Regions from separate parts of the Sus scrofa genome. Here all the other regions are linked to region 3. Evidence: chromatin contacts called from public HiChIP or PLAC-seq data. All regions are on one chromosome and are shown on one strand. The core of a region is the stretch at or near the end of the contact, and the rest is flanking DNA. Distances in the headings are between cores, read along the strand shown.

Evidence for each region. HiChIP or PLAC-seq counts read pairs in DNA pulled down with a chosen protein or histone mark.
Region 1: an H3K27ac HiChIP or PLAC-seq map of alveolar macrophages shows a contact between it and region 3. The contact joins two enhancer-like sites. A contact is called at or near these places in 4 of 47 Hi-C or Micro-C datasets (embryonic fibroblasts, skeletal muscle and subcutaneous adipose tissue) and 1 of 2 datasets of contacts at active chromatin or transcription factors (alveolar macrophages).
Region 2: a contact with region 3 is called in an H3K27ac HiChIP or PLAC-seq map of alveolar macrophages. The contact joins two enhancer-like sites. A contact is called at or near these places in 1 of 47 Hi-C or Micro-C datasets (epiblast stem cells) and 1 of 2 datasets of contacts at active chromatin or transcription factors (alveolar macrophages).

What each region holds. Positions count from the first base shown.
Region 1 is chr6:166,499,036-166,501,984 of Sscrofa11.1, forward strand. All of the region lies in intron 2 of PTCH2 (protein patched homolog 2), which reads left to right. Among named protein-coding and RNA genes, the nearest start is that of PTCH2, 8.9 kb to the left of the region's middle. Within about 2 kb of position 1,611, at least 13 of the 83 cell types and tissues checked have an H3K27ac peak or open chromatin away from gene starts, as enhancers often do. A contact at or near this core is called in alveolar macrophages, where this site is marked.
Region 2 is chr6:166,464,217-166,467,072 of Sscrofa11.1, forward strand. All of the region lies in intron 10 of EIF2B3 (translation initiation factor eIF-2B subunit gamma), which reads left to right. Among named protein-coding and RNA genes, the nearest start is that of PTCH2, 26 kb to the right of the region's middle. Within about 2 kb of position 1,350, at least 2 of the 83 cell types and tissues checked have an H3K27ac peak or open chromatin away from gene starts, as enhancers often do. A contact at or near this core is called in alveolar macrophages, where this site is marked.
Region 3 is chr6:166,286,305-166,289,396 of Sscrofa11.1, forward strand. All of the region lies in intron 4 of ZSWIM5 (zinc finger SWIM domain-containing protein 5), which reads left to right. Among named protein-coding and RNA genes, the nearest start is that of UROD, 43 kb to the right of the region's middle. Within about 2 kb of position 1,272, at least 10 of the 83 cell types and tissues checked have an H3K27ac peak or open chromatin away from gene starts, as enhancers often do. A contact at or near this core is called in alveolar macrophages, where this site is marked.

The sequences.
Region 1 (2,949 bases), core at 361-2,860, 210 kb after region 3:
ACCTCTCAGAGTTCGGGGTCTTCTCCAGCTTTGCTGTGTGAGATTTGGAATGTGACTTCTTCCTGATCAATTTTATTTATTTATTTTTTTTGTTATTTCTTTGGGGCCGCTCCCACGGCATATGGAGGTTCCCAGGCTAGGGGTCGAATCGGAGCTGTAGCCACCGGCCTACACCAGAGCCACAGCAACGCGGGATCTGAGCCGCGTCTGCAATCTACACCACAGCTCACGGCAACGCCAGATCCTTCACCCACTGAGCAAGGGCAGGGACCGAACCCGCAACCTCATGGTTCCTAGTCGGATTCGTTAACCACTGCGCCACGACGGGAACTTCTTCCTGATCAATTTTAAAGCTAAAGGACTCAAAGGGAGCTCAGTGCATTAAAGAAGCCAGCGTTGCCTTGAGCTTCGGTGTAGTTTGTGGATGCGGCTTGGATCCCGCGTTGCTGTGGCTGTGGTGTAGGCTGGCGGCTACAGCTCCGATTAGACCCCTAGCCTGGGAACCTCCATATGCTGTGGGTGTGGCCCTAAAAAGACAAAAAATAATAGTAAAAATAAAGAAAAATCACAACATATAGCCCAACTAGTACTTACAGGAACAGTGATAGAGATAGTTCGGAGTTGGAGCTGTCCCTGGAGATAAGGAACAGGCAGCCCTTCTATCTAGAAGGCAGGGCACAGCCGCATATCAATTGGTGGAGCCACTGTTCACTGGATACTCAAAGCGGAAACCTTCAGCGTCAGCCTTAGTACTTCTTGCTCATCTGATTCATTACTAAGCAGCCAGTTCTTCCTTTTTTTTTGGTCACAGCAGGAACTCCCAGGTCTTCCTTCTCAGCCTCTCTCATAACAGTCCCCTCCTTTCCACCCTCATGGCCGCTGCTCTGGGTGAGGCCTGGCCGTATCCCCCGAATGCATCGTTGAGGACGGTTTTAGTCTCGTGAAAAAGAGAGAAAGGGAAAGAGGGAGACTGACTTACCCCCCACCAGGAAGTCTGGCAGAAGACAGCAGAGAAGTTCCAGGATGGCTGATTCAGCAGTTGAAGGACCTCAGCAAGGACCCAGTTTCTTTCTCTTTTCTCCTTTACGTCCTGAGAGCTGGGCTCTTGTCCTTGGGCCTGGCGCCTCCTCCCGAGGTGCCCGCTGCAGTGGCAGGAAAGGGAAGTCACCCCTGTCCTGCATCCCTTTTTGAAAATGAGAGAAAGGATTTCCCTTGTGGCTCAGTGGGTTAAGCAGCTCAGGCTCAGGTCACTGCTGTGATGCGGGTTCAGTCCCTGGCCCAGAAACTTCCACATGCCATGCATGGGCACAGCCAAAAAAAAAAAAGAAAGAAAGTGAGGAAAAATTTACCAGCCATCCGTCTCCACCCCCACGGACTTCCATTTGGTTGCTTTGTCAAAAACTGTGTAGCATCCTATGCCTAAATTCTTCCCTTGGCAAAGGCGGTGGAATTACTTTGAGTTCTTAGACTAATCAAATTTCACCTCCTAAGGCTGGGGAGGGGCCCCGCTGCCCTGAATCCCTAGGGTTGTCCGAGTTCTCCAGGAATTCAAGGGCTGGGAGTTGATTTTCTTTCCCGCTCTCCTTCAAATCTGCCTCCACACTGCCCTCCTGTGGTGTCTCTAAATCTGGCCGAGCCAGTCCCCTGCTTAGAGCCCTTCCACCACCCTCCTAGGTCCTGGGGACTCCCTAGAACCAAGTTCAAGCTCCTTATCACACTCTGGGCTGCTTCTCCAGCAGCGTCTCCGCCTCACTCTTAGCACCCCAGCAACCCTGAGCCTCTGACAGCTCCCTGCCTACGCCTGGTCCAGACCCCTCATCCTGACTTCTTCCCCGGCCAAATCCCAGCCATCATTCACAGCTCAGTTCCAGAGTATATGGTCAGGTGATGAAAACATCAGGTCACCTCGCTTCTCTTCTCAAAACCTGCCATGGCTCCCATTTCACACAGAGACAACCTGAGTCTCTACCGAGCTTACAGGTCCTTATGTCTGAAATTTCTGAACCAGAGATTATGAACATTTCTGAGGGGCTTGAAATAATTGCAGTATTGCTTTCCCCCAAATATTATACCCAATTACATTTTTTTTTTTTTTTTGCCTTTCTAGGGCCGTACCCACAGCACATGGAGGTTCCCAGGCTAGGGGTCGAATCGGAGCTGTAGCTGCTGGGCTATACCACAGCTATAGCAGTGCCAGATCTGAGCCTTGTCTGCCATCTACACTGCAGCTCATGGCAACGTCAGATCCTTAACCCACTGGGCAGGGCCAGGGATCAAACCGGAGTCCTCATGGATACTAGTCAGGTTCGTTTACCACGGAGCCACGATGGGAACTCCCCCAACTACATTCTTGTAGTAGATGGGTCAGAATGCATTCTTCTGGAGTTCCCTTGTGGTGCAGTGAGTAAAGGATCTGGCATTGTCACTGCAGCTCAGGTTGCTGCTGTGGCATGGGTTTGATCCCTGGCCCAGGAACTTCCACACGCCACAGGCACAGCCAAAAAAAGTTTTTAAAGAAAAAGATCAGCAGGTTAAGAACCCAACATAGTGTCTGCGAGGGGACAGGTTTGATCCCTGGCCTCACTTCGTGGGTTAAGGATCCCAGGTTGCTGCAAGCTGCAGAGTAAGTCGAAGATGCAGCTCGAATCCAGTGTCTCCATGGCTGTGGTATAGGTTGGCAGCTGCAGCTCCAATTTGACCCTTAGCCCGGGGACTTCGATGTGCCCCAGGCATGGCCATAAAAAGGACAAAAAGGAAGTTCCTGTCATGGCTTAGTGGAAACAAACCCGACTAGCATCCATGAGGATTCAGGTGGGATCCCTGGCCTCGATTAGTGGGTCAGGGATCCAGCGTTGCCATGAGCCGTGGTGTAAGTTGCAGATGAGAATCAGATCCCATGTTGCTGTGGCCGTGGTGTAGGCTGGCAGCTACAGCTCCGATTCGACCCCT
Region 2 (2,856 bases), core at 100-2,599, 180 kb after region 3:
GGATTCATTCTCTATCCAGGGAACTTCCGCATGCTGCAGGCACAGCCAAAAAAAAGAGAGAAAGACGGAGACGCTACAGGTAGAGAAAAATACTTTCAAACAACCTGTCATTTTAAAGAACAAAAAACAAACTCTAGGAAATTTAAAATACGATAACAAGAAGGAACACCTCAATAAAAGAATATAAATTTGAAATTTCCCAGAAAGTAGACCAAAAAGACAAAGAGAATATAAAAGAGAAATGATAGAATATGAGAGAACTAGTCCAGGATGTCCAACATCCAAAGAGGAGTTCCATAAAAAGAGAGTAGAGAAATTACTTAGGAAACTGGTGTTCCCTTTGTGATGCAGCAGAAACGAATCCAACTAGTAACATGAGGTTGCAAGTTCGATCCCTGGCCTCTCTCAGTGGGTTAAAGATCTGGTGTTGCCGGGAGCTGTGGTGTAGGTCACAGACTTGGCTCGGATCCCACATTGCTGTGGCTGTGGCCAGCAGCTACAGCTCCGATTAGACCCCTGGCCTGGGAACCTTCATATGCTGGGGGTGCGGCCCTAAAAAGCAAAAAAAAAAAAAGAAAGAAAGAAAGAAATTAAAAAGGAACTGGAGTTCCCTTTGTGGCACAGCAAAACGAATCCAACTAGTAACATGACATTGCAAGTTCGATCCCTGGCCGTTTCACTCAGTGCGTTAAGGATCCTGTGTGGCTGTGGGCTGGCAGCTCTAGCTCTGATTTGACTCCTAGCCTAGGAACCTCCATATGCTGCGAGTATGGCCCTAAAAAGCAAAAAAAAAAAAGAAAAAGAAAAAAGAAAGAAAGAAATAATATAAGGAAATGTTCCAGAATTGAAAGATAGGAATTTACAGAATGAAAGGACCTGCTAAGGGCCCAGCACAATGGTAAAAATAAACCCACATCAAAAACAAAAACAAAAAAACCCACATCATTGTGAAATTTCAGAATGTCAGAGACAAAGCATGCTATAAGCTTACAAAGAGAAGTGAATAGGCCATGCACAACTAATCAGGAACCAGAATGGGCTTATCAGGAGCAGCAATGAAAATTAGAAGATATTAGAACAATACCTTCAAAATTCTGAAGGAGAATTAGTATCAACTTAGAATTCTATACTCAAACTAAGTATTAATCAAGTATGTCAGTAGAATAAAGACATTTTCAGGCATGAAAAGGTGTGTTCCATGAAAATGAAAAGTAAACGAAAAGGAAATAGATAGCAAGTAAGAGATCCAAGTCAGAAAAGGCAAAAAGGGAATCCATGGCACAATAGCAAAGGCAGATCCAAGGATGACAGCCATGCATGAAGCATAAAGGGAGCAGATGGTCCAGAATGGAATCCAGGAAACATTAATCAGAAAGATGAAACTGATAAAATGCCAGATACATATAAACATCTTGAAAGATGTAGGCAACCAGCTAAAAGTTGGGTTTGAATTATTAATAACATAGAACACTATCTAACAAAAACAAAACAATTATTAACTGTTGGTTTTGGTTTTGATTTTTTTAAGTTGTGGAATTTCCTTTGTGGCTCAGCGGTTAATGAACCCGACTAGGATCCATTAGGACATGGGTTCAATCCCTGGCCTCGCTCAGTGGATTAAGGATCTGGAGTTGCCGAGAGCTGTGGTGTAGGCCAGCAGCTGTAACTCCGATTTGACCCCTAGCCTGGGAACTTCCATATGCCGTGGGTGTGGCCCTAAGAAGCAAAAAAATAAAAGTTGTGTAAGAAAGGAAAAGGCATCGCAGTTTGCTGTTTCTCAACTATGAATTAGAATTTACAGGAGTTCCCTTTGTGGCTCAGCAGTTATCAAAACCGACCAGGATCCATGAGGATGCAGGTTTAATCCCTGGCCTCGTTCAGTGGGTTGAGGATCCAGCATTCCATGAGCTGTGGTGTAAGTTGCAGACGAGGCTCGGATCCCGCATTGCTGTGGCTCTGGTGTAGGCTGGCGGCTACAGCTCTGATTAGACCACCAGCCCGGGAACCTTCACATGCCACACTTTTAACCCTAAAAAAGGCGAGAGAGAGAGACAGAGAGAGAGGGAGAGGGAGAGAGAGGGAGAGAGAGGGAGGGAGGGAGGAGAAAGAAAGAAAGAGAGATCGGGAGTTTGGGCTTATCAGACACAACTTAGAATAGATTTACAAGGAGATCCTGCTGAGTAGCATTGAGAACTATGTCTAGATACTCATATTGCAACAGAACAAAGGGTGGGGGGAAAAAAAGTAATGTATACATGTAAGGATAACTTGATCCCCTTGCTGTACAATGGGAAAAGAAAATTTAAAAAAAATCTGGGAGTTCCCGTCGTGGCACAGTGGTTAATGAATCTGACTAGGAACCATGGGGTTTCGGGTTCGATCTCTGGCCTTGCTCTTTGGGTTAAGGATCCTGCATTGCTGCGGCGCTGGCATAGGCTGGTGGCTACAGCGCCGATTAGACTCCTAGCCTGGGAACTTCCATGTGCCGTGAGAGCGGAACTAGAAAAGGCAAAAAAAAAAAAAAAATCTGATCTACAAAAAAAAAAAAGAGAGAGGAGAAAGAGAGCGAGAGAGGAGAAAGAGAGAGAGAGAAAGAAAGAGAGAGAGAGAGAGAGAGAGAAAGAAAGAAAGAAAGAAAGAAAGAAAGAAAGAAAGAAGAAAGAAAGAAAGAAAGAAAGAAATGTGACTTATGTAGTCATAATAAACATTGATCATTGACCCAAATTATGCTATAACTATACTGAAAGAGTGAAGGGCAGAAAGGGAAAAAGGGAGCGGCGAGCGAACACCTCATCTTCCATAGTGAGGAAGATGCCTAAAACTGAAAAATCGGAGAGTAGTAATATTTGTTATTAT
Region 3 (3,092 bases), core at 22-2,521:
TTTTTATGGCCACGCTAGCAGCATATGGAAGTTCCCAGGCCAGGTATTGAATCTTAGTCACAGCTGAGACCTATGCCGCAGCTGTGGCGATGCCAGATCCCTTTAGCCCACTGTGCCAGGCCAGGGATTGAACCACCACGCCTCCACTGCAACCTGAGCTGCTGCAGTCGGATTCTTAACTCACTGTGCCACAGCAGGAACTACAGCTTTCTCTTCTTTTAAAATCTATAAAGTATCTCTGCTCTCATTAAAAAACCAATCCTAACACAGTTTCTCTAGGCCCTGGGCTGTTTCCTTTTCTCAAGAATTATGCTCCTATAATTCCTCCTTTCTCTGGCATCATTAATTTCTTTGTCAGCAGGGAGATTGCTGGATCAATCTCATCAGCATACCAATATGCTCTAATATTTTCAACCTCAAAAAAAAAAAAAAAGTGCCTTTGGAGTTTCCTGGTAGCCTAGCAGATAAGGATTTGGCATTGTCACTTCTGTGGTTTGGAGTCATTTCCTGGCCTGGGAACTTCCTCATGCAGCAGCCATGCCCCCCTCCCAAAAAAAAAGAAAAGAAAAGTGCCTTGATATTTCCATCCCCGTCTAATTACTACCCCATTTCTCTTCTTCCCTTCAGAACAACCCTTCCTGATGGAGTTCCCGTCATGGCTCAGTGGTTAACGAATCCGACTAAGAACCATGAGGTTGTAGGTTCGATCCCTGGCCTTGCTCAGTGGATTGAGGATCCGGCGTTGCCGTAAGCTGTGGTGTAGGTTGCAGATGCCACTCAGATCTCGCGTGGCTGTGGCTGTGGCATAGGCCAGCAGCTGTAGCTCGGGTTAGACCCCGAGCCTGGGAACCTCCATATGCCTCGGGAATGGTCCTAGAAAAGGCAAAAAGACAAAAAAAAAAAAAAAAAAAAAAAGAACAGCCCTTCCTGAAAATCTTGTCTGACGTCACTCTTTCCACTGCAATTGAGCTTCCACTGCTATAGCTGCCACTCTGTGGACAGGGAGCTCTTGTCAGAATCACCAGTGACTTCCATATTCGCTAAATACAGTGGTCACTTCACAGCTGTTCTTATTTGACCTCTTCGCAGTCTTCGGTAAAAGTGACCATACCCTTCTTGAAACATGCTCTCTGGGCTTCTATCACCCTGTATCCTCTTGGCTTTCCTCCAGCATTTCTGGCTACTTTCTGTCAAGCTGCTTTACAGGCTCCTCTGCTCCCCCTCCCTCTTCTAAATACTGAGGATTCTGCTCTACCCACTTCCCTGTCTGCGTATTCAGACCCAAGGCTTTAAATACCATCTAGCTGAGTCACAAACTCACCCCTGACCGTTCTCCTCAGCAGTGGACTCACTGTCCAGCTTCCCACCACTTCTAAGAAACATTTCAAACTTAACATGACCTCACAGACTCTTAATTTTCCCACCAAAGCCTGATTTTCCCCTCGCTTCCCCTGTCTCAGTATATGGTAGCAAGATGTATCTAGTTGCTCCAGAAGAAGATCTGAGTCATGCTGGGTTCCCTCTGTGCTCTATTGTATACCCAGGGCAAGCCCTATTGCCCTGCAGAGCTGGAAGACTGAATAGTATCTATAAAGTGCTTAATAGAATGCATAGCCCATTAAAAGAAGTAAACTATAGCTATTATTTTATGTTTATATTTAATGTATTATCATTATGTAAAATTTTAACTTCCATAGTAGCTGCATTTGCTTAGAGTTTTTGACACTTTTTTTTAAGTCAGTAGAAAATAGTTTTTGGATACTGTAGCATTCCTCATGAGTGCTGTTATATGTAGATACCAGTAGGGTTTTTCGCCTTGCCTCTTTCTTCAAGATGGAACAATCTCTGAGTTGTTTTCTTTGTCTTTTTTTTTTTTTTGCTATTTCTTGGGCCGCTCCCGCGGCATATGGGAGGTTCCCAGGCCAGGGGTCTAATTGGAGCTGTAGCTGCCAGCCTACGCCAGAGCCACAGCAACGCGGGATCCGAGCCGCGTCTGTGACCTACACCACAGCTCATGGCAACGCCGATCGTTAACCCACTGAGCAAGGGCAGGGATCGAACCCACAACCTCATGGTTCCTAGTCGGATTCGTTAACCACTGCGCCACGACGACGGGAACTCCCTCTGAGTTGTTTTTGAAACAAATCCATGATGACTTAATAAAGCAGAAAACTCACTTTCTTTATTTATTTCGTCTTTTGTCTTTTTAGGGCCGCACCCGTGGCATATGGAGGTTCCCAGGCTAGGGGTATATTCATAGCTATGGCTGCTGGCCTACACCACAGCCACAGCAACTCCAGATCCAAGCTGTGTCTGCAACCTACACTCCCAACCTTGTGGTTCCTAGTTGGATTCTTTTCTGCTGCGCCACAACGGGAACTCCAGAAAACTCACTTTAAAGTGAAAGTACTCACTTTCTAGGGATTCCTCTTTTTAATATTTCAGGGCCTAGGAAATAAGAATTCCTGATGACTAAAGTTAGATCCTGCTGCAGTTCTCATCGTGGCTCAGTGATTAACAAGCCTGCCTAGCATCCATGAAGATGCGGGTTCAATCCCTGGCCTCTCTCAGTGGGTTAAGGATCTGGCATTGCCCTGAGCTGCGGTGTTGGTCTCGGCTTGGCTCTGATCCAGCGTTGCTGTGGCTGTAGTGTAGGCTGGTGGCTACAGCTCCGGTTCTGCCCCTAGCCTGGGAACTTCCATATGCCGAGGGTGCAGTCCTAAAAAGACTCATTAATTAATTAATTAGTTGAATTAAATAAGTTAGCTTCTGTTTCTTTTCACCTTAAGCTTTTCTCAACTCACTCAGTTTGTTTTCCTTTCCTATTATCCTGTTGATTTTGCCATTCATAAAGGCACTAGAGTCCCCCCAGTTGCCAAATTTAACGGCCTCTTTTTGGTTCTCATTCTACTTTATTTATTTATTTATTTATTTAGTTATTTATTTTGGCCACTACATAGCATGTAGAAATTCTGGACCAGGGATCAAACCCACACCACAGCAGTGATAATGCTGGATCCTTAACCTGCTGAGCCACCAAGGAACTCTAGTTCTTATTCTCCTTGTGAAGATTAAACATGAAAATCTTTTAC